Linked DNA regions of Zea mays: region 1 is linked to region 2. The links are chromatin contacts, called in public Hi-C maps. All regions are on one chromosome and are shown on one strand. Each heading gives the region's core, a stretch centred on a gene start, on an enhancer-like site or on the middle of the called end of the contact. The rest is flanking DNA. Distances are from core to core; before and after follow the strand shown. Region 1 has its middle 29 kb from the start of LOC103634617. Region 2 holds the start of LOC100279825 (DNA-directed RNA polymerase I subunit 1).

The links. Hi-C and Micro-C count contacts between places; a contact is called where the count stands out from the background.
Region 1: a Hi-C map of ear shows a contact between it and region 2, with 8 times the contacts expected there. The contact joins the enhancer-like site here to the promoter of LOC100279825 in region 2. A contact is called at or near these places in 8 of 25 Hi-C or Micro-C datasets (ear, leaf, tassel and 1 more).

What each region holds. Positions count from the first base shown.
Region 1 is chr1:56,096,796-56,099,770 of Zm-B73-REFERENCE-NAM-5.0, reverse strand. No RefSeq gene overlaps it. Among protein-coding and RNA genes, the nearest start is that of LOC103634617, 29 kb to the left of the region's middle. Within about 2 kb of position 1,625, at least 17 of the 20 cell types and tissues checked have an H3K27ac peak or open chromatin away from gene starts, as enhancers often do. A contact at or near this core is called in ear, leaf and tassel, where this site is marked.
Region 2 is chr1:55,849,505-55,852,330 of Zm-B73-REFERENCE-NAM-5.0, reverse strand. LOC100279825 (DNA-directed RNA polymerase I subunit 1) reads left to right here and starts at 1,558. Exons shown (of 21, transcript XM_008657145.3): 1 at 1,558-2,228. The coding sequence starts at 2,205.

The sequences.
Region 1 (2,975 bases), core at 376-2,875, 250 kb before region 2:
GAGATTAGGAGTCTTGGGGGTACCCCTAATTATGGTCCCCGACAAAGAGTCTAACCAACTCAAAGTGATGTCTGGAGATCACGCCAAGAGGGAGATCATGACCGGTGATAAGCCCACGGGCTCAGGGAGGACCTTCTCAAGGGAGTCCAGCAACAAGTATAAGGAGGAATCCTCTTCCTCCATCAAGTCACATTGGAGAGGTGACAAGAAGAAGAAGATGAAGAAAGTGGACTACTACGTGACCGACTCTTCGTCACCCTCCACGTTCGGCACCGAGTCATCGACTACTTCTAAGCGCCATGAGCACAAGAAGTATAGTAAGATGCCCCTACGCTATCCCCGTACTTCAAAGCGCGATCCATTACTTTTCATACCCCTGGGCAAACCACCATATTTTGATGGTGAAGATTATTCTATGTGGAGTGATAAAATGAGGCACCATCTAACCTCACTCCACGAAAGTATTTCGGATATTGTTAAGTTTGGAGCGCAGACACCAAAGGTATGGGACGAGGACTACGACTTGAACGAGGCCGCCCAAATTAGGCACTTCAACTCACAAGCAACTTCTATACTCCTCGCCTCTTTATGTCGAGAGGAGTATAATAAGGTGCAAGGGTTGAAGAACGCCAAAGAAATTTGGGACGTCCTCAAAACCGCGCACGAAGGGGATGAGGTGACCAAGATCACCAAGCGCAAAACGATCGTGGGAGAACTCGGTTGATTCGTCCTCAATAAAGGGGAAGAGCCGCAAGCCATGTACAACCGGCTCAAGATAATGGCCAATCAAGTGCGCAACCTCGGGAGCACCAAGTGGGATGACCATGAGATGGTCAAGGTTATTCTTAGATCACTTGTTTTTCGTAATCCCACTCAAGTGCAACTAATCCGTGGAGACCCTAGATATAAACAGATGTCTCCCAAGGAAGTGATTGGCAAGTTTGTGAGCTTTGAACTTATGATCAAAGACTCCAAACATATTGTCAACTTGGAGCAAAAAGAGGCACCTCTACACCCGAGGTGCAACCCGTTGCATTCAAAGCAACGGAAGAAAAGAAGGAGGAGTCTACACCAAGTTGGCTTCCAATCGACACCTCCAAGCTTGACAACGAGGAAATGTCGCTCATCATCAAGAGCTTCCGCCAAATCCTCAAGCAAAGGAGGGGGAAGGACTACAAGCCCCTGTAACACCCTGATTTTGGGGGTATAAAATTTCTTTTCTAATATTCACCAAATTCAGGTGTTACCCTCTCCTTTCTTTGATTTACTTCTATTTTTTTAAATATTGAGGAGTTATTTTGTACTATATAAGTATTAATCGTAGTATGTTCAAAACCCTAGGGGAAATTATTATGATTGCATCACATGCTGGAGCACTTAATTTTGTATGATGTTTTGAGTTGTTGTGCCTGCAGTTAAACTCACGAAACATGATGATTTTGAATTTAAAAGCTAGGGCTAAATTCAAAATAGAAAGGAGAAGATAAAAAAGAGAAAGGGAAAAGCCCATCCTAGCCTCCCCTAACCGGCTTGCTTCTCCCTCCCTCTCCTGGGCTGGCGCGAATGCAGCCCAACGGTCTCCCCTAGCAGCCTGCGTGCGCGGCCCACCTTCCCGGCCCACGCCGCGCTGCTTATCTCGGCCCACTGCGACTCCCGCTCAACCACGCGGCCCAGCGCCCCATCGCACCCTCCCACCTAGCCGCCGCCGTCATCGCGCATGGCAGCATGCGCAGATGTGTGCGCACCCAGAGCCTCTCGCTCGCTCACACCAACTGCAACCGCTGTCTCGCGCAAGCCACTCAGCCGTGCATGCCGCACACCCAAGCTGCCCCACTCGCATGCGAGGGCGTTCCTAGGTGCCGCGCGAGCAGATTTGTCAACTGCTCCATCCTCCTCTCCCTACCTCGCCATAGGGTTGAAAACCGACGAAAAAAATCCCGTCCCGACCCGTACCATTTTCTACATTTGACCCGACCGTTTACGTATTTACGGAAAAATATGGAAACAGGACGGAAACGGGAGAGGGCTTATTCCGTCCGTTTTTGCGGGATCCCGTTTTTTTCCGGATTGAACCCGTATTTATTTCGTATTTGACAAATATGGGATGAGCATAATATGCATTAGTATATAAACTAAATCCTCGTGTATTTAGGTGACAAATTATAGCACAATTGGCCATTGTAACCACCGACTCTTTTCAAATGACAAGTGATCTAAAGTCTTAAACAACATCGGATGTAGCTAAATGTACACATTTAGCAACCAAACAACAATAGAATGTTGCCTCTCTATATCTATTTGGTTTATGTTATTGTTCTGCCAATCAATCACTAGTCAAACATCAATAACATTTCTATTTGTATTAAATTATGAGTTTCCGTTAGTATTTCTGTTTCTGTTCGTTTTCGCAATTCCGTTTATCCCGCTCCCGTTTCCGTTCCCGACTATTTCGGACCCGATCCTGTTTTCGATGATAAAATGCGGATACGGAAACGAGAGAGGAGTTTTCCCGTCCATTTCCGTCCGTTTTCATCCCTACCTCGCCATCGTGCAGTAGCCGCGCTGAGCTCATCCTGCCGTCGACGATCACCGCGAGCCGGTGAGTCTCTCCTTCTCCCTCCCTCCCCTCGGCGTCCTCTCCCCTTGGCGTGCTGCGCAGCAGGAGCCCCGTGCGCCGCGTGCCCGTCGAGCCACGCGTTCAGCGCCCTCGTCATCGCGCCCCACCGTCGTCTTCAACCCGGCACGGCCAGCGCAGCCTGTGCATTCCGTCTCGGCCCTTGCGCGACCCCGGTGCAACAGTCTCGCCGTCATCGTGCCTCGCCATGAGCTTGTCTCGCCGTCTGTCGTGCGTTCGGACCTCGCTGTCGCATCCCCGTCGAGCCCCCTTCGTTCGAGCTCGCCCCAAGGTCTGCGTCTACCCTTCTCTCTCTCTCCTCGTCTATCCCTGCGTAGAGATGTTGTCGCCTCGCTGTTTC
Region 2 (2,826 bases), core at 309-2,808:
AGAGAGCTGTCAGGAGTAAGTACTGTCGGTCCGAGAGTGGACGGGGTGTTACATGTTCGTGGGTGCACCGGACAATCCGGTGCACATCAGGCACTCTAGCCTGCAACAGTAACATGATCATCTAATTGGTTACCTTCCTTTTCAGGTCGGCACCAGACTGTCCGGTGACTCTCTCGACCGTTGTCGTACTAACGTGGCCGACGACTATTACGGTGTCGATCGTTGGCGCGGGCGAAGAGCCGTTGGCTGCCTGACCCACTAGACATGTCCGGTGCACATCAGATTGTCCGGTGAATTTTAGCCAGCATGCCCGAGCAAAAACCCAAGAGCAGCCAGTTGGGCGAGCTGACCAGGCCAGCACCAGACATGTCTGATGCACACCGGACTGTCTGTGATGCCCAGTTTTCCACAACTTTGGTTCTTTGAGCCAAACTTCTTCACTTCTTTTGACTCTTTTTGTGATGATTCCTAGCACTTAAACAAATATAGTTAGCAACAAAACAATTGACTAAGAGCTAGAATAATACCTTTAACACTTCATTTCATAATGGTTTGCAATATGCTCAAACTAAGTCCAAATGCCACTTTACTTGCACAAAGAAGTTAGTAGCCAAACAAAGGCACAAGAAACATGGACTTCACATCTTCAATTGCTTGATCTAACTCATGCTCATATGAAGAATGTTAGTCCATAGTGGTGTGTTGGTTAGCTAATCACCAAAACAACTTAGAAATGGCCCAAGGGTGCCGGCTTACTATTGGATCTGGAACCCACGAGCTCACCATGTGCCCGCCATTAGGAGTCGCAGGCCACCGAGAGTCACACCGTAGGCCTTGCGGGAGGGGAGCAAGGATGGTTGGGTGGGAGTCCTAATAACGACAAGTGCGGCTGGGTGGGAGGTTGGGAGCTGGATGGGAATCCTGAGTCCTGATGAGTGCAAGTGTGCGGATGGGTGATGAGTGCAAGTGTGCGGATGGGTGAGAGGCTGGGAGCTGGGTGGGAGGGAGTGAACCCCTATTTTCATATATTTTCTAAGATAGGTCCACATATCAGATTCATGGAGCGGGTTTATCGAATATGCAGGTGTGGATACTATTTTTTCTTGCCACTAAAAAAATATCCTCTAGGTCTATTATTATATCCTTATCCCTATCCGCGGATATAAAATTACCCGTATCCGCATCCATTAGGTTTATTATCCGCAAACACACGGATATTTCATGCCAATTGTCATATCTAACTGTATGTTCTACAATGGGGCGCCTGTAAGGACGCCTCATGCTCTAGTTTTGAGTATTATTGTAGAAAAATCATTTCGTATAAGTAAAATAACTCTTATCTTAAAGCCATTAAGCTATAACTATAAACCCTCGGCCCCCCATTGAGCCATAAGTTCATTAACCGTAAACCCTCGGCCCACGTCCGCTGTCTCTTTCGGCGATCTCCCGCTGTCCCGCATGAAACAACACTGCTCCCTCCCCCGGCGGATTGGCCCATCTAAGTACATTAAGCCCATTAGCCCAATAGGTCATATTTCTTTAATACGCTCTCACACTCCCAGCCTGGCATCTTCCCTCTCCACGCCACACGCACGGCTCCATCCTTCTGTCCACGCTCGCGCCGCCAGGGCGCTCGAGCTCGCCGTCGTCATCTCGTCGGGCCGCCGCCTCGCAGCTTCGCCCGCGGCTCTGGTCCGCGCCCCGCCAAGGCCCAGCCCCAAGCTGCCAGCGGCCTCCGGCGTTGCTCGCCGCTCACTGCGCGCCGTCTCGCGCTCTCGCGCCCTCGCCCAGTCCTGCTCTCCCTTCGTCGCTCCGCGGCTCCGCCGGCGTCTGGGCATCCGGCCTTCGGGCTTTGGTGGCGCCCCCCACCGGCCACCGGCCCACCCCAGCGGGCAGCGGCCACTGCAACTCTGCGGCTCTGCCAGGAACAAGGAGGAACAGTGGCGATTCTGCCAGGGACAGGGAGGAGCAGTGGCAGACAACGTCCTTCCTTTTGTTTGGCCCGGGGCTTCGGAATTATCTGGAGCCGCTACTGCCCCCAGCGTTCGGACTCCCGGGTCGCAGGCAGCCACGTCTCGTCCTGGCTCTGGGCTCGCCGCGCTATCGTCTCGGCCATTCGCTCCGACGTCCGTATTCAATAGATTTGCCCTACTCGTGACCACGAGAATCCGGCGAGGAGGGAGACCGCTCGTGCGGAGTCTATAATGGCTGACGGGCAGCATATTCAGGTTGGTGTCTGGTTCCCCCAGCTGTGAACCTCGTGTTTTTGATAACCTCCTGATTGTTCTCCTAGTATGTTGTTGTCTTCTGTTTAGCTGAGTAAGTTTTCGTCCATGATCCACTTGACACTAGCTCTATAATTTAGTGAGCAGTAGCAGGTAGAAAACTTTGTCAAATGAACGTGCTCGGCAATACAAACACCTATTAACTGTCAGGTTGTTAATTCATATGTAACTTGACAATTGACAAATAAACTTTACGTGATGCATTGCTCTGAAGTTATACTCCACACCAGGTGACTGAAATCTTATATCAACAAGTTACCAAAATTTTACCAAAAAATATACTAGAAATTGAGACTGGGTTGGGGATTTGGGGTTAAGGCCATCTCCAGCAGACCGTGTAAACGGTCGTGCAAAGTATTGTTTTGTACTGTAGATTGCACTGTTTACAGAGTGGAGTTTGAAATAGAAATGAGATAAGGAATAGGATAGAGAGTCTGGACATAGTCTATTTACCTGTTCTGGCAGCTGTAGAAGGAGATCCGGGAAGGTGTTCTGGCAGTGAGTGGTGGGTAGGAAGATTTGAGGTGCCGCCTGCCAAAAT